2 separate regions of the Danio rerio genome follow, and region 2 is linked to region 1. The links are chromatin contacts, called in public HiChIP or PLAC-seq maps. All regions are on one chromosome and are shown on one strand. The core of a region is the stretch at or near the end of the contact, and the rest is flanking DNA. Distances in the headings are between cores, read along the strand shown. Region 1 overlaps uacab (uveal autoantigen with coiled-coil domains and ankyrin repeats b). Region 2 holds the start of rxfp3.3a1 (relaxin family peptide receptor 3.3a1).

Region 1 (4,020 bases), core at 726-3,225:
GTACTCAGCAACAATCTGAAGACCAAGTTTGTGACCTTGGAAAACCACGAGGACGTGAAAAGGTCTATGGGACTCGCTGTAGAGGAGTTGAGGGTTCGATTAACAGAGGAGACCGAGAAGAACAAACAGGCTGAGGAGCAAATACGGAAGCTACAGGAGGAGAAAACCTCTCTTTGTGAGAACATTACTAACTTGAGGAGCATGTACATACCTTGTGAACGTTATGAGAGTGAGATGGCTGTACTCACAGAACGCAACACAGAACTAGAAGGAGTTATTAATAGCCTACAAGATCAATACCAGAAGAAAGTCAGTGAACTTGAGGGTTTGGCATCTGAAAAGGCAACACTGAAGCAGAGCTTTGACACAAAGTTTGTCACAAAGGAGGAGTATGAGAGAATGCAGATAGAGCTGGAGGAGGCTTTGGAGAAAGCTAAGATTGAAATCGCAAAGTTGGAAGAGGATTGTAGAGTTCGAGGCGAGGAGTTACAGCAGGCAAAAGAAGGAAATGCAACGTTGAAAGAAGAGTTTGAGAAAGTGCAGGCCAAGTTAGACAATGAATATGTCAGTCTTGTGGAACATGAGATGTTGAAAAGCACAATGAGCACAGCTTTATCAGAAGCAGAGGAAAGAGCTCATGATGCCTACTCAAAGTATCAGTCTGCTCAAGAGAGTGAATCAAAGCTCCACAAGGAAATCGAAGCACAGAAGAAAGAGCTGGACACTATTCAAGAAGCACTGCAGTTGAAGTTTGTGCCAGTGACCACTCTGGAAGAAAAAGAAATGGAGTTCAACACCACTTTAAAGAATTTGGAAGATAAACTCACCAATGTTCAGGAGATGTACAATAACGAAAAGACTGTAGGGAAAAGCCAAAGGCAAGTGAATGAAAAAATGAAAGACGAAATCGAGTCATTGCAGCAGAAACTTCATACAGGGCTTGTGTCTGGCGAGAAGCACAAAGAAGTGGAGGATCACTACAAGGGTCAGGTGGAAGAGCTGAGTCTGAAGTTGGTGGAGTTGGAGCAGCAGTATAAAGAGGTTACAATTCAGAGGGCTGAACTGGAGGAGCAAAATGCATTGTGCAATTCTGAGATACAGAGTCTTCAGCAGAAACTCAATAGTGAGTTCATCCACCTTGAGCAGTTTCAGGCCATGCAGAGTTCTCTGAATGGAAGGCTGCAGGACGCCCAAAAGGAGTGCAAGAGCTTAAGTGAAGCTCACAGACTGGAGGTCCAGCGTGTTCATGAAATCGAGAAACAACTTCAGAGTCAGAGCTGTGAAGAGGCCCAGTTTAGCCAGGTTAAAGACGCTCTAGAGCGTGAGGTCAACGAGCTCCGCTTGGCCCTGCGGGAGGAGGAAGAAACCAGTGCGCAGAGGGCTGAAGATGTTTCCACTCTGCAGACTGAGCTCCTCAGAGCCACACACGCTCTGGACGACCTCCGTAGTCATGAAGAACAGGTGACAGAGCTGAAAGCTGAAAAGCACAAGCTGGAGGAGAAGGTACGCGAACTTGGGGATCGGCTGTCGGGTCTGGATGAGCAGTATGAGGATCTGTACAGGGAAACAGCCCAGGCTAGAGAGGGTGAAAAGAGGGCGATAGCAGAAACCGAGGCCCTGCAAGTCAAGAGCGCCTCCATTGAGAAGGAGATCCGAGATCTGAAAGAGAGATATGAGGAATCCCTCAGCACCATTGGAGAACTGCAGAAGAGGATTCAGGCGTCCTCTGAGCAGACTGAGGTTAAAGACAAAAGGGTGAGATTTTTATTTTATTTTTTAAAATTTATTCTAATTTATTATGTGGAAGAGCCTTTTCTGTAAGTGGCTGATATTTTGTCCGATTATAAGCAAGGTGTTCTCTGTTTCAGATCACAGAGCTGTTGGCAGATGTTGAAAGGCTGAAACAGGCTCTGAATGGCTTATCCCAGCTGGCTTATTCTGGCAATACGCCCAACAAGAGACAGACTCAACACATTGACACTCTCCAAGCCCAGGTCAAGAGCCTCCAGCAGCAGCTGGCTGTGAGTAGCTCTGTGCACATACACATGCCGGTGGATTTGCTCGTAATTGCCCACAAATATGACATGCCATCACCTTGGACTTAAAAAATATACTCCCTTACTGACTGACTTGCATTCATAATGGATTCTAGAGCCTTATGTACAGTGCTCAGCATAATTGAGTAGACCCCATTTTAAAAATGAATATTTTTATCCATTTCTCAGTGAACATAGGCAATGTATTTTTATACATTTAAACAAAACCGATTTATTAAGCATATAAATTTAATAAAATAATATTTTAGTCACCAATTGAAAGAAAACAATGCAATTAAATTCAAGCTAAATATTGCAAAACTAAAATATTACAACCTACAATTTTTCCATTTTTTTTTTGCTTCTCTTAATTTTTCCTCTTTTTTTTATTTGTGTTTAATATTTTTCTATAACATATAAATTTGGGTGTAATAGTTTTTGCATTGTTATTGTAAGTTAGTTTGTTAGATAACCCAAATGTAACCTTATTGTGCAATAAATGTAAAAACTTTGAAGGTACATTGACTCACTCATTCTGGTCTTGCCATAAATTCATCTGTCACCAGAGCATAAATTGGCCATTTTTGGAGACACCTCAGAAATAGGAGATACATTTATGTGGAAGAAATGCGATATGGGATGACAAACAAACAAAACCTTTTTTTTTTTTTTTTTAAATCTGGAATTCAATTCTGTTTTATGTCATTGATGCTGACTTGTAACTCATTATAGGTGGGATTGGTTTGGCATATGTCAAGTTGTGAAGCCTACACATTTCTCTGAAAAATATTTAATTTTTATATATTTATATTTTTGTTTCATTTATGTTATTGTTTTTTTTTCTTATGCTAAAAACAATAAAAAGATATAATAAAAATATATTATTTTGTTAGATAAGCTCTAGATTTGACTTCAGTACTGACTAATCTGATGTATATGCACAAATATAATATTGTATAGAGCTTCCTATTAACAATAAGAAATTTAAATATAGATTTGTGAGGAGTGTACTTGTACTGTATATGCTGAGCACTGTACTGTAAATAACCAAAAAGTAGAAGCAAGGAACTGGGGCTGATAGAATGGCAGCAGGGACTGATTTTTTTCTCAGGTTGCCATCTCAGCAGCCGCAGGATTATACAATTATATATACTTATCTAAAATTTGGTGATCTTTGTATAATGACTATATACTTTATATTTAAACGATACGTAATTCAAATTTTTAAATATAATGTGAAAGTAAAGTTTAGAATAACATCTGTTTTTATACATTTTAAAATGTATATTTTTGATTGTAGCTGAATTTACAGAGGCAATTTTTTTTTATATCAAGTTTTCAAGTTGATCAAGTTTTTAATTCAAGTTTTTGAATGGTAGCATAAAAAAAAATGTGCAGTCTCGATTTAATCCTGTGCATTGTCACCAGTTGCTTGTCTCTTTTGACCTTCCCATAAAACAAAACAACAACTGAACAACAAATGTACTGTAAATTTATATACAACATTATAAATTAAGTTTAGGTGTGAATGTAAAAAGTAGTAGAATAGAATGTGTGGGTTAAGAAGAAAACCTTCTACCTCCCTATTTTAAATTGTGTGCGTGTATTCAAGTAAACGGCTTGAAATGTTGTTGCTGAGAAGTGTATTGTGTTAAACAGATTAACCATCTAACCTTGCAAGACCTTATAATACACTACCTGACGTGTCTTGTTTTTTCATCTAAACAGGACGCTGAGAGGCAACATAGAGAAGTGGTTTCAATTTATCGAACTCATCTTCTCAGTGCAGCACAGGTAATTGTGTTTGAGTGTGCGTCAAGTGTGAAGAATTCTTTTCTTTTCCAGAAGATATTCCTTTTATGTTGCTGTTTTATGTTGCTGCATGTTGCTGCTTTTCAAGGCCATTTATTAAAAGGGTTATAATGGTGTATGATCTTTTTCAACTGTAGATGAAATCGCTAAATGCAAGAAAATACGGTTATAG
Region 2 (3,841 bases), core at 1,264-3,763, 86 kb before region 1:
GTGTGTGTGTGTGTGTGTGTGTGTGTGTGTGTGTGTGTGTGTGTGTGTTCGTGCGTGCGTGCGTACTTGTTTGTGTGTGTGTGTGTGTGTGTGTGTGTTTATTTGCAAACGAAAGACTGGAGATGTTATTTTAGCCTCTATTAAACTCAGATTTGGAGCTCTTATCTACAAACTCAGTGTTTCTGAACAAATAATCCAATGGCTGTTCTTTTAAGTGTTGCGGGGGATTAACAGAGGAAATAATTGCAAAAGTTTCAGTGCAAACTACATTAAGCAAAATCAAAACAGAAGTATTCAGAAGCTGAATGGAATAAGTACAATTAGGAAAAGCTGAAATCTATTTTTTAATATGTACTTATTTGACACAGGCTGTTTTTTTATTTGTGTGTATGTGTGTGTAGCGTGGCTCTCTCAATGTGTTGACCAGACCTCTTTTCAGAGCTTGATTGGGTTTAGGACCGGGCTAATTGCGAGTGACAGAATCTAGCGACCGCATTTTGTGCTGTTTGATAGACTCTGTTTCCTTTGCCCTCTAAACCTCCTTTTACCTACATTTCCTCTGAAAGTATTAGATGTTTATCACTTGATTTTGTCTCTAAGATTGGAATCGGTTAAGTAATTAAAGAGAGAAAAGGATGGAGACGAAAATACAAAATCATTGTTACCAAATCAACTACTTGTTAGATCTCTAGCAGTGTTAATAATTCCCTCTTTTCAACAAGTAAACCTTTAGGTTTGGTTCAATGTTTTTGTCTTATATGTGTTTGACAAGCTTTGTTATTTAAGTAAGGTTCAATGACAAACAGGAAACAGGTTTTCGTTCATTTGCTCATTTCAGACATGACTGATAAAGGGATATGCTGTGTGTGTGTGTGTATGTGTGAAAGAGCGTGTGCATGGTTTTGTTCCTGACCACATTGTGCAAACTTGGTTGTTCCAGTGATGTGCATTCATGTGTTAAAGTCGCAACTTCACAACAAACTAATTTATATATTTTTAGATGCAGAACTGTGCTATGAGTGGACTCGGTGTCAAAGTCCAGCTTTTATTTTGTTTTCCATTTCAGTAAGCTGACATCTATGCTCACTGCCTTAAACTTCATCCACTCTGTGTCTGTGGCATGTTTTAAGAAAAGGAAAAAAAAAGATTTTTAAGATGTGGAAGACATATTGTACAGTAGACCAATGTCAGTTTGTATAAAGTACTAAGTGAAAAAAAATATTTATTACATGCATTGAAAGAAATTGTTTACTTATTGAATGTTACATGTTTATGTAGAGACATTTAGATGTAATAAAATGCATTGAGTTAACCTTTTTGGCTCTTGATGTTTGAGATATTAAACATTTCTCTCCTTTATGAAAAGCTCGGCTACTTTAACTTGCTGACTGGGAAGTAAGTGCTGTAAGACAGTCAGACACGAGGCGTTTGAGCTGAATGGCGTTCTGCTCTGCGATAAAGGTCAGACGAGCCTGAATCAATCTGTGGAAAAGGTGAAGATTCTAAATTGAGAACTAACCTGGTGCCTGTTCATATTTCAGCAGCAACTGTATCTGGGGCAACAAACGCTAACCCATTTTCAACTCTCACAGGGAGAGTTTAGATTATTTCTAACACCTCTTTATTGTATATATGCATTTAAAAGCTCTTTTCTATCTTCTAGATTGCCTTTTATGAATGATAGAAGCCACATACAACCATCCAACTCTCATAACCTCTCAAATGTAGAGTAGATAGGGGTGGCTCTGAATGTATTCAGATTTCTAATGCCTTTAAAATAAATCCTACTGTAAAGCGCAGGGATTTCTATCCTGCCGTTCTTTTGTGTAGTGATGCTCAAGGCTTTATCCCTGAGCATCAAGCTGTATTAATGTTGGTACTTAGGCTGCATATTTACATGTGAACAGCAGATGGCAGTGAATACTTACCCAGAGATCCACCTGCTTTACTGCAATGTAACATGTTTAAAGTATATAGCCTTATTTAAGCAAAATACCTGCAATAATGACTTTTTTATTGATATTTCTATTTAATCATGATTAATAAGTTATTTAAAGCCTGTAGATTCACAAACATGTGCAAAAAAATGTAAACCATGATTTAAGAATGGCATGCAGGATAGGAACTATGAGCTAATAATAAATAAAAAAATTACATTAGTCTTGTTTACCTTAATATTAGTTATTGTACATGTTTCCATTTATGTCTCCCTTCCGAAAATGATACATGGATTTATTATAGCAAAAGTGTATCTAATAAGCATGTTTTGTTGTTGTTCTTTATTATATTAACTGCAGTTTCTGTTTCCACAAATTAATCAAGAATAATGCAAAAAAAAAAACATGGTTAATTTTCATAAGAGAATGTTTTTTATATTGTTACGACGTGCATAAAAAAATTGAAAGGTGTTTGTATCAGCCTGCGTTTATTCAGTGACGAATCGCTGATCTCGGTGGGCGGAGACATTTGAAAAGCGCCCGACATAAATTGTAGAGCGCGCCGCATTCTGCTCAATACTATCAACACCATGTACTTGACTGTGGCCATAAAGGGTGAGTACGGCCAAAAACTACACGCACAAATTAATTGAATCAACAACAGTTTGGTAGAATGAATATTTAAGTGCGCGTAAAGACATGGGAAACACCGAAGTTGTGAAGTCGCTGGATATGATGGGAGACAGTAATCAGAGCGGTGTAATAAACAGATCAATCAGTGACCGCGAGCGCTTCAAAAGTCTGGAGGACATCGACGTGTCCGCCGACGGGAGTCCGGTGTTGAGGTGCTTGATCTCCATCACCTACTCTGTGGTGTGCGTCGTGGGTCTGGTTGGAAATCTGTTGGTGTTCTTCTTCATTCGCGTCAGGCAAGAAAGACGCATATCCAAGATAAACTTCTTCATCCTCAACTTGGCGGTGACGGATTTCCAGTTTGTGTTGACTTTGCCTTTCTGGGCAGTGGACACGGCGCTGGACTTCAGCTGGCCGTTTGGAGACGCCATGTGCAAGATAATCCTGTCGGTGACCGTGATGAACATGTACGCGAGCGTCTTCTTCCTGACGGCGATGAGTATTACGCGCTACTGGTCAGTGGCTTCGGCTCTGAAGGACCGCAGCAGGCAGACCGGCTGCTCGATACGGTGGGTCAGTGTGATCCTCTGGGCTCTGGCCACCGTGGCCACCGCGCCAACATCCATTTTCTCCACAGTCACTAACGTGGCCGGTGAAAAACTTTGTTTACTGCGCTTTCCTGACGGACAGTACTGGCTGGCGATCTATCATGTCCAGAAAATCCTCATCGCGTTTGTTTTGCCCATGGCGATCGTGTCTGTCAGTTACCTGCTGCTGCTGAGGCTCATCCGGCAGCGGAGCATGAAGAACAGCTCGAAACGGCGCACGCAAGTCACCAAATCCGTCACCATAGTGGTCCTGTCCTTCTTCCTCTGCTGGATGCCCAATCATGCCATCACATTTTGGGGCGTGCTGGTGAAATTCAACGCGGTGTACTGGGATAAGTCGTACTATATCGTTCATACCTACGTGTTCCCGGTGACCGTGTGCCTTGCGCACGCAAACAGCTGTTTGAACCCACTTATCTACTGTCTGATGCGCAAAGAGTTCAGGAAAAAAATTAAGAACCTTTTTATTCGAGTCTGAGAAACGTGTTTCTCGTCCTGTGGAACCCGTGTTCTTTCCTGTTCAATGGGTTATTTTACTCAGAATGTTATTTACTTCTCCTCAAGCTTTATTTCTTCATTTGAGCCCTGAAGATGTGTTTACATATTTGTGGAAATCATGGGTTCATGGTGAACTGCACTTTAACAATATACACTTGGTGTATA

The links. HiChIP or PLAC-seq counts read pairs in DNA pulled down with a chosen protein or histone mark.
Region 2: a contact with region 1 is called in an H3K4me3 HiChIP or PLAC-seq map of embryo, with 9 times the contacts expected there. The contact joins the promoter of rxfp3.3a1 here to the enhancer-like site in region 1. A contact is called at or near these places in 12 of 18 Hi-C or Micro-C datasets (caudal fin, embryo, fibroblasts and 4 more) and 3 of 4 datasets of contacts at active chromatin or transcription factors (caudal fin, embryo and gastrula embryo).

What each region holds. Positions count from the first base shown.
Region 1 is chr7:33,858,361-33,862,380 of GRCz12tu, reverse strand. uacab (uveal autoantigen with coiled-coil domains and ankyrin repeats b) reads left to right here. Exons shown (of 19, transcript XM_005168952.6): 16 at 1-1,755; 17 at 1,869-2,021; 18 at 3,765-3,830. Among named protein-coding and RNA genes, the nearest start is that of uacab, 69 kb to the left of the region's middle. Within about 2 kb of position 1,975, at least 3 of the 62 cell types and tissues checked have an H3K27ac peak or open chromatin away from gene starts, as enhancers often do.
Region 2 is chr7:33,944,919-33,948,759 of GRCz12tu, reverse strand. rxfp3.3a1 (relaxin family peptide receptor 3.3a1) reads left to right here and starts at 2,513. Exons shown (of 1, transcript XM_005168953.6): 1 at 2,513-3,841. The coding sequence starts at 2,637. The coding sequence ends at 3,656. It overlaps pias1a (protein inhibitor of activated STAT, 1a), which reads left to right. Exons shown (of 15, transcript XR_012383356.1): 15 at 1-1,309.